Regions from separate parts of the Zea mays genome. Here regions 1 and 2 are each linked to region 3. Evidence: chromatin contacts called from public Hi-C data. All regions are on one chromosome and are shown on one strand. The core of a region is the stretch at or near the end of the contact, and the rest is flanking DNA. Distances in the headings are between cores, read along the strand shown. Region 1 holds the start of LOC103641952 (protein DETOXIFICATION 49). Region 2 holds the start of LOC100275552 (putative cytochrome P450 superfamily protein). Region 3 holds the start of LOC100382217 (peptidoglycan-binding LysM domain-containing protein).

What was found. A called contact is a pair of places that touch in the nucleus more often than the background predicts.
Region 1: a contact with region 3 is called in a Hi-C map of endosperm, with 5 times the contacts expected there. The contact joins the promoter of LOC103641952 here to the promoter of LOC100382217 in region 3. A contact is called at or near these places in 6 of 25 Hi-C or Micro-C datasets (bundle sheath, ear, endosperm and 2 more).
Region 2: a contact with region 3 is called in a Hi-C map of ear, with 2.0 times the contacts expected there. The contact joins the promoter of LOC100275552 here to the promoter of LOC100382217 in region 3. A contact is called at or near these places in 2 of 25 Hi-C or Micro-C datasets (bundle sheath and ear).

What each region holds. Positions count from the first base shown.
Region 1 is chr10:139,266,872-139,269,949 of Zm-B73-REFERENCE-NAM-5.0, forward strand. LOC103641952 (protein DETOXIFICATION 49) reads right to left here and starts at 1,660. Exons shown (of 1, transcript XM_008665251.2): 1 at 1-1,660. The coding sequence starts at 1,153.
Region 2 is chr10:138,915,091-138,918,429 of Zm-B73-REFERENCE-NAM-5.0, forward strand. It overlaps LOC100275552 (putative cytochrome P450 superfamily protein), which reads right to left and starts at 1,324. Exons shown (of 3, transcript NM_001149607.2): 1 at 1-1,324. The coding sequence starts at 1,155.
Region 3 is chr10:139,120,698-139,123,949 of Zm-B73-REFERENCE-NAM-5.0, forward strand. LOC100382217 (peptidoglycan-binding LysM domain-containing protein) reads right to left here and starts at 1,480. Exons shown (of 1, transcript NM_001174974.2): 1 at 607-1,480. The coding sequence starts at 1,293. The coding sequence ends at 901.

The sequences.
Region 1 (3,078 bases), core at 410-2,909, 150 kb after region 3:
GCTCGTTGCTGACGCGGGTGGACACGCCGAAGCTGAGGGAGGAGGGGAAGATGTAGATGAGCGACGTGGTCTGGATCAGGATGCCCATGGACGCCACCGTGGCCTGCGGGTTCAGCAGCAGGCCGCACAGCAGGATCATGATCTCGTACCACCACCACTCGAGGCAGACGCTCACGCAGCTCGGCAGCGCGAGGCTGACGAGCTCGCCCCAGCCCCGGAAGCTCTCGCGGGAGAGCACGAAGCCGCCGGTGCGCCTGTGGACGCCCCTGAAGAGGATGTAGGCGAGGAGGAAGAGGAGGAGGTTCAGGTTCGCAAGCACGGAGGCGAACGCCACCCCCCTGATGCCGAGGCCGAGGACGGTGACGAGGACGTAGTTGACGGGGAGGTGTATGGCAATGGCTAGCGCGGCGCAGACCGTGAGCGGCAGGTTGATGGACTGCGCCCGGAGGTATATCCGCACGGGGTGGATGAACGCCTGGAGGACGAGGTCCGGGAGCGAGGCCAGAATGTAGGTCTCGGCGACCGACGCGATGCCCGTGTCCTGGCCGCACAGGAGGAGGAGAGGCCGCATGTGCATCCACAGGCCACCGATGGGAACGGCCGCCGCGACGAGCAGCAGCACCGTCCTCTGCGTGGTGACTCCGAGGAGCGGGAAGTTGCCCGCGCCGAATGCCTGGCCGCATATGGGCTCCATGCCCATGGCGAGGCCGGAGAGCACGGAGTACCCCGTGATGTTGGCAAAGCCGATGGCGAGCGACCCGCCAGCGAGGGCCAGCCCGCCGAGGCGACCGAGGAAGAGCATCGAGATCATGGAGCGGAGGTACAGCAGGAGGCCCGTCAGGATCATCGGGAGCGCGAGGCCCAGAATCGACCGCGCCTCTCCACGCGCCTCGCTGGACGACACCAACGGCGTCGTCGGGAACGCCACGCCCAGGGATACGGACAGAGCCTCCCTCACCGCGGTGGCGAGCCGCCCGGGCGACTTGCTCGTGAGCACGGGCACGGGCACGGCCGGCGCCTCGTCTCCAGCCACCGGGATGTGGACCTCCGCAGCCTTGTCGAGCAATGGGTAGACGATGACGCAGGCCGCGTCCCCGAGCCGTCGCGCATCGTCCCGGCACGCCACCGTGGCGTCTCCCGCGCACGACGTCATGGCTGCTGGAGAAACAGAGAAACTGCTCTGCTCTGCTCTGCGCGCGTGTGTCGCGAGGAGGCCAAGGGAGTGAATGGCCTTTGCGGCGCACGGGCGCAGGTAAACTCCAAGGCAATTTACGAGATCGTACGTAGTTCCTGTTGTGGGGGGGAGATGAGGGAGCGCTTCTCGGCTTGTCTCCCCTTTGGAAGCTGGGATGCTTGGTTGGTGGAGTCGAGAACCGCGCGGCGCGGGGGACTGGGAAGCCCGGCGACACCTTTTTATAGGCGTCGAGGCCTCGAAGGAGGCGGGAGCCGGGAGAGAGAGGCCTGGCCGCTCGCTCGGGTGGCAAAGAGCTAAAGAAGATCCCCCTCTGTCACTAGCTTTTCTCGGTCCTTGACAGCGCTTGGATCGCTTCTGTGTTTTGTTTAGTTGTTGCTGTATCTATCAACCCAGAGCCGACCAGAATTCATATTTACTCCCGCACTGGACTGTACAATAATATGTACCTGAAACGGAATACTAAAATATCTGTGCATAACATATGACATGGTATAATTTTCCTGGACATACATGCTGGATGTACTGGCAGCACTTTTATATATTCGGCTTCGGTTACAAACATATTTTTTTCGTAACTCCGGTACTTAGCATTAATCTGGGCAATAAAAATCAAGTTTTGATATTTATGAGCGCTTCGTTTTTTTTACTTTAAGAGTAAGTTACTTTTTTTTAACGCAGAGTAAGTTACTTTTGCGGCTATTAGTTTTTTATTTAATGTTGTTTCGTTTGACTAAACTTTTCCATAGAATTAAGAACGGCAGGAGTATAAACAAGGCAGCTTACTCGTTTGGATGCATATATTGGTGTACATAATTGAGAATTTAAATCAGTTTTTCTAAATTCTGTTGTTTGATTGCACATGGAATTAAGATTTAGAATCGGAGAGTCAATTCTGCGGTATTGCACTATAACTAGAAACTCTCGCTCCCAATTCGGAGTGTCATCGCTCTGTATTGCATGGAATTAGACCACCTAATTCAAACTCCAATACTTCGACATCCGAACAATAGAATTGAAATTGTATCTTATTTATTTCAATACCACCAATTCAATTCTATACCCTTCAATACCGTCATCCAAATTGAGCAAAGATATAGGTTTTTTTAAATCAGACTTTTACATAGTATTACAGGATAATTAATTCCCTGCGACCTGCTCAAGTAAACGAAATTAATTAAGCTAGCTCTATAACAGGATAATGTTCAGATTCTTTGTCCATGCGTTTCGGTCGGCCGATCCATTACAGAATTCCAAACGGGAGTACGGTTGTTCAAATGTGGCTCATGTCCTGCCTATGTGGTTGACAAATGGAGGCCTGAACGGATGGATACTTGAATTGTCTGTTTTTCCGTCTTCTATGTTTAACCCTATGTCCGCTATGCTTTAAAAATTGTAGAACCTGGGTAGTTTTTGACTTTTTGCTAGTGCGATCCGGATGAACCTAAAGCTTACTAGCAAGTAGATGCACAGCTCAACGAGTACCGTAGTTTCTTTAGAGGAAACCAACTCGAATCTTGCTTCTATCTGAACTTTGAGTTCGCTACAGCCTACAGTACAGGACGGCGTCACGACTGCCTTTAGACTTTTATTTGGTCAACTCATTTTTTTAGGGTGCCTGCAGTGAGTTGGTACAGCCTCTGTTGCAGACCATCAACGAGAAAAGAAAAGAAATGAACTAACCACCGGCCCGTTGTATTTTATAATAACATATGTGTAGAAGGTCAACTAATCTGTTCGTTTAGACAATTGTTTTTTTTTAAGATAAGCCGGCAATAATATTTCAAGAATTAATTGTCGGGACGGCATCGTGCCATGGGTGTCTTGAAGCTAATCCATGGGGAAACAATGTCTCATTATATGGTGAACAATGAGATCTCTGTTTT
Region 2 (3,339 bases), core at 74-2,573, 210 kb before region 3:
GCCCGTGGCGGCGGCACGCACCTCCCGCGCGACCCTGTCCTGGACGTGCTGGTTCCTGCAGAGCACGTAGAGGAACCACGACAGGGTGCCCGCCGTGGTGTCGCGGCCGGCGATCACGAAGTTGAGGATGATGTCCCGCAGGTACTTGTTGTCGAAGCAGCCGGGGTCGCTCTCCCGCTCCATCAGGAACCTTGACAAGATGTCCTCTTTCTTGGCCTGCCAAAGACAAACACCACCGTCCGTGTGTGTCAGTAAAAAGAAGAAATGGCCGGAGCGCCAATCGAGCGCCCGTGAATGCATGTGCATCCAAACGGGCGAGGCAGCTGCAGAGAGCTCGCTCACGAATTCTTGGTCCCTGCCCATCTGCTTGATCTTCCTGTCGATGACGCCGTACACGAATTGATCGATGGTGCGGATCGACCCCTTCATGGCCCCCTCCGACGAGACACCGAGGAGCCTCTTGACCTTCCAGGACGGGTCGAAGAAGCGGTACAGGACCTGCTCGCTGGCGTCGTCGAACGCCCTGGCGAACGCCGCCGCGCCCTCGTCGTCGCCGCAGCCGGACAGCGAGCCCAGGTCGACCCCGAACCCGACCTTGAACATGGAGTCCAGCGTCGACCGCATCAGGAGGTCCGCGACGTCCAGCGGCCTCTCCCCGGGCCCGGCGCCCCGCGCCGCCACCGCAACGATCCCAGCGAGCTCCGCGGCCGTGTCGCGGAACACGCCGCTGCTGTAGTCGCGCAGCACCCGCGTGGAGAACTCGTGGCTCGCCACCTTCCGCTGGTGCCGCCACCTGGCGCCGTCCACGTTGAAGATGCCGTCGCCGAGGAGGTCCTCCATCACGTCGTGGATCATCGCCCCCTTGCCGTAGTTGCCGAAGTTGGTCTTGAGGATGTACTCCACGTTGGCGGGCTCCACGGTGTACACGTAGTTGCAGGTCGGGGTGAGCATGCGGAACGTGCGGTACCTGTGGGCGAGCTCCGTCTGGTACTCCATCAGCCGCCTGAAGTGGAGCAGCTGGTGGAACACGGTGCCCGCCACGGGAGGGTAGTTCCGGTTCTTGCCACCGCCGCGGCGCCGGCGAGCGATGTAGAGCGCTAGAAGGAGCAGGGACAGCGCCAGCAGAGCGGGTGTGCTCAGCAGTGGCGAATCCATGGCCGACCTTGAGCTCTGGTGTTCCGGTACCAGGTCCAGGTGGGCGACCGCCGCCCGCCGTGCGTGCTTGCGTGTGGAGTGTGGAGTGTGGAGTGTAGACTGAGGAGTGAGGACTGTGCTCTGCCTGAAGGTGGATGAACCTTTCCGAATGGATTGAAGATTTGAGAGCACAGGACAGGGCAAGGATCGGATGGATTAAGATTGGAGACGCCATCACGCTGCGTCAAACTGTCGTTGTTATTTGCTTTTTTATTATGAACATCAGCTACTTTGCTGAGGGGTTGCCACGACAGCGACGACAGCAATGATAATATCTCCATATATATACTCTGCAGAAGACTGGAACCCTTACAGGATCATGTGGTCAACAGAGCTCTTGTTCGAATTAGTTTCTTTTCTCGTCTATGAATTCTGAAACACGAGGGCCTATATGCTTCTCTATCTTAAGTATAGAGAAAACCATTTTCTTTATAATATCTGATAATAATGCCTTTTTAAGATCTTATACTCTTTTATTTTATTCTCTCTATATAAAGGCTCTCTCTCATTTTCTCTATTAATTTTATACTTTAGACAATGGATTAAACAAAATTAAAGTATGTATACAATATTTAAGGATACAACAAATACGTAAGTAGAAAAAAAACTGGAGTAAAATGTGTCCCTAATGTTAACGTGTAGGGGAAGGGGATAACATATAGATGACACTATTGAAGAGAAATTAAATAGAGATTAAGAAGTTTTCTTAAAAGAAAATTATAAAATATAGATGTAGAGAAAGAATATAAAAGATACCGCTAGATATACAACAAGAACAAAGAGCTACTGCATTTTACAAGAGCCTGGCAGCATGTGGCAACAGTTCGACGGATTAAAGTCCATCTAGAGAATTTTAGATGAGGCAGACTAGAAACACAACTGAAAGAATTTTTTTAAACAACACGACAAAAGCCAAAAAAACGGAGGCGTGCAAATGTAATCTTCCATGTAAACATCATCCGGATATTCTGAAATCAATTTAGTCTATCTCACGAGCTTGGAAAGGATCCATCGTTATCACACATTCAGACTTGCGATCTACTGATTGTTAGCTCATTTATTGAATCCCAAAGGTAATAGGCCTTGTACAAAAATTAGAGAAGATTAAAGGGATTAAATCATTTTGTATTTAATTTTAACAAGTACATGATTAATTTTCTTTGATTCACTTCTAACCGAATAAGCCTTTAAAGCTATATACAATCGAGTTTCTAGATTAATGTTCGATGTATAAGAGACAACTAAAATATTGCATGATATAACATCTTAATAGACAAGTCATATAAAGACACACACTTCATTAAGAAACTGCCTCTTATATTTTTTCTATTTAGCCTTTTAAAGACTTTTGTGGGCTGATTTGGTGACCATAAATCACGAGGGGATCTATGGGAAGGAATACCCTTCCTATTCAAATTTGAATAGCAAGGAGATTCCTCCCCTCGGATCTTCTCGTGATCCTTATCACTAAATTAACCTTGAAGAGATTCCATATTAAATAAGGTTATACATACTCTAAAAATGAAAGTAGTCTTCTCTCCAAGAGCGACCTCAACGACAATAACGGTTAAATCAGGGTCATATTTTTTTGGTTGCCCATTAGAGACTAAAAGGGAGTGACTATTACTGCATAATTAATATAATATAGTGAGACACAAGCTAAATATCGACGCGTCAGGTAGACTTGAGCATGAGCCACTCGACCTGTCGACCAGACCAGACCAACCCGTCCCACCCCACCTAAAAAAACAGACCCGATCAACGTGTTGGTGTCCATGTTCCCCAGCCTCGACAAACCACCACCGCCTCCTCTACCTCCTCCGTATCCTACCGTAGCAACACCACCTCCGCGCCGCGCAACGGGCAGTGTCTCACCTCCACGTCCCGTTCCATGGCCTCCCCAGCGACCACGACCTCCTCACCACCTTCCACGCCTCCCTCCTCGCGCGCCATCGGTGCCACAATGACTCAGAGCCGTCTCGACCAGAAGCGAGTCGTGCAACGAACATAATCGGCAAGGTTTCAGACCCCAACGGAGATGCCAATCCGCCCAACGAAGAATCAAGCTCCAATATCAAATTTGTGATGTCCGCAATCGTCTTCCTTGGAATCCAATCACGGAAAACGCAAGGCGCTCACATATTA
Region 3 (3,252 bases), core at 230-2,729:
CCAGCCCTATTATACCAGTCACAAGCAGTAGTGAGCAGAGCAGTTTGGCAGTTCGGCCCATGCAATAGATAAGCCCATGCAAAATCACGCATTTACGAGTTTAGATACTACACTCTCGAACCCATATTTAGTGCTGAAAATTTGGTCGGTTTGGTCCGATCCGGCCTGAGTCCATCATTCCGGCCGGAGTCTCTCATGCTTCCGTCGGACCGAGAAGGCTCAAAAATTGAGCCCTATCCTTACCTTAGTAGGTAAAAACTCATCAGGTTTAGGCCATCTCTATTGCTACAAAGCAGTAAGCCATTCTTGGTCACACGAAAAGCACTTGTCACCTTGATGATACATAAAGGTGCACATACGATTTCCCCAGGTTTGAAACTAACCACTAGTAAGGTCCTGTTCATTTAATATGGATTAGCTGGAATAGTTGATGGTCTCAGAAGGGAAAGGCACCGCACGAGTGTGCCCAGATTTTTGGCCAACGGCATGCATGATTACTAAACCTCGTTGCATCGATATCCAAATCCTAAAGCCCGAGCAAAACTCGGCACACAAAAAGAGAATGCGTGAACTGCACAGCAAGGGAGAGTACGGAAAGTATACTTTCTTAACAAGTTAGTATTATGCACAGCTTATCTTTTTCCCATCTCCAAGAAGGTTGTCAAGATCGCAAGGACCAGTTTTGGAGCAAAGTGTAAAACCAAAAAAAAAAGGACCGAAGGAAACGAAGAACGCAAGGACCCTTTTGCGTCCATGTCCATCTCTGGCGTGGCGTGGCGCGCGCTACGCTACCCGTGCATGCAGTGCAGCAGCAGGTGCAGTGCAGTGCAGCAGAAACAGAACACGCGGCGGCGCCCCGACCCACGAGCGTCGGCTGTGAAGAGCAGAGAGCGGCGCTGGCTAGGTGTTCCTGGTGGGGCAGAGCGCGATGACGAGCCCCGGGAAGACGTCGTCGGGGTCGTGTATGTGCGGGTTGCGCTCCACGATGAAGGGGTCCCCGCACCGGTCGCTGATGCTGTGCAGCGTCTCGCCTTCCCCGACCACGTACACCTCCTCGCACGGCCGCGCCGCGGGGCCGCCCAGGCGCGGGCCCCGGAGCGCACGGTAGGCGCCGCCGCCGTCGCCGTCGCCGACGCCGTCGGTCTCGGCGCGGAGCGCGCCCAGCAGCACGAGCGCCACGAGCGCCACCGCGCACCACCACGAGGCCGCGTCCGCGAGCCGCGCGGCCGTCGCGCACAGCTCCGCCGCGCCGCCGCAGCGGCGCCGCCTGCTGCTCGCCTCCGCCTCGGCCATACAGGGGCGCCTTCCTGCCTGCTTTGGACTTTGGAAGTTGCGCTTGGCTTCGGGGGGCGAGCCGCCGGCGAGGGATTGATTTATCGAGCGCAGACAGAAGAAGAGAGCGGTGTGTGGCTTCTGGTTCTGGGCACGGACGTGGCGGTTTGGATTGGCGGACTTTCGGTGGCGGTTCGTTGAACGTGGGAGCCCCGCCCCCACACGAGCCTAACGCGCGCAGGCAGAGATAGAATGGTGTACTAGGACGGTTAGGCCCCGAGCGAGTAGTACGGTACCGTGTGCTAATTGCTGCGGGGGGCAGAGACGACGGGATGAATAGTCACGTCCGTTCCAAGTACAAGGTTGTTCAATGGTTACTAGGAACAGAACATGTTCAATGCAGCAGTTGAAAGAGTCGGCAACGGCCGATTGCAAATGATCTACTATGCATGATGAGTGTAGTGCTGAATTTTTCTCCTTTGCTTGATACCGAAGTATAGTTCAACAGTATTAAGTGGACGCCGCGGTGTCCGCTGGCCGTGCGACGTGGGAGGGGGAGTATTTAGGTTTGGGGCAAAGGGGGTGGGGGGGGGGGGGGGGGGGGGGGGGGGGGGTAGGGGACCTAAACACAGCACAAGCACTCAGCGTACCATTCGGTTAGGTTCTGTACGTATTCTCGTAGTCTCACACACACGTGTGGCGGTTGCGAACAGTTTGTGTGGCCGTCTTTACACGCGAGCCCAGGCGGCCCCGTCTCCGTCTCCTCTCCCTTGACGAGCGCCGTGCAAGAATCTACCCAAATCGTGGCCAGAATTGGCAAGGCATCCCGGGCATCCGTCGGGCGATGGGTGGGACTGGGAGCCAACCGGCATCGAGCCAACTCGTGTGGCCAAGCACGTTTCTGATGCGCCTCGCGCCCACGGCAACAGTTCAGTTCACCTAATAATCCTTATTCTTTGCAGCGTTTCCTGGCGTCAGCTTCCAGTTGTTTTCGCCCCCTTGTTGGCTTGGCGTGTCGTGGCCTCGGTCAATGCAGATGCAGCGCTGGAGAACAAACAAATCGCTGTTGGCTTGGCCCAAACCCTCCGAGACGGCATGGCATTCGCATGGCATGGCATGGGACTATGGGAGATAGCCAGAGAGACACCGGACGCGATGCGACATGATGTGGACGACAGGCAGGGATCGGCGCCGTGCCCGCCGTCCGCACTCTCGGCGTGCGTCTCGGCGAGGTCCGCGCTCCGGTCAGCGTCGACAGTGAGTACCGATGCCGAGGCTTGGCTGACAGCAACGTGTGGAGCTGGAGTCCAGTGATGCGCTCAGCGCTCGCGGCTCCCTGCACCGCGTATACGTTACGGGTAGGTAGGTTAGAATAGAACGCACATCCCCGGCCGGAACCTAAACCTGAACAAACCGCGACTTGTACTTCTTCTCAGGGATTCAGAGCTTCAGATGCCGGTAGCCTGTATTGCTGTATCCGGACGGCCTCTCACCCAACTCTCAACAAGAAACAGGTGGATCTGGACGTTTCATGAGCCGGCCGAAAAGGAGCCCCCACAAACACAAAGACGATGATTAATCAGCTGCAACAGAGGCTCTGTTTGGGCCAGCGATTACCACAGGATTTGCGGCGAAATCTGGGCGCCCGCAAGAAATTAATATTCTGTGGTTCAGGCTGGCAAGCTTAAGGAGAACGTCGCTGTGGCAGCTCACAAAACTGCTTTCTTGCCCGGTGGTAAATTGCAGTCGCCAAACTGAACTGCGTAGCAGAAAAGGATCCAACTACGTGTTCATGCACCGGCCCATAAAAGTGGGCCTATTTGTGTTTCTTTGCCTTAGAGCTAGAGTCCACGCTTGGCCCATATAGCCTAGTTGGTTGTCCAGGCACGCTTGGCCCATATAGCCTACTAGTACAGATTATTGGACGGGTGGCAGTAGGAACTAGGAAGTAGTAGCAAGTCGTTCTATACAATAGTACCA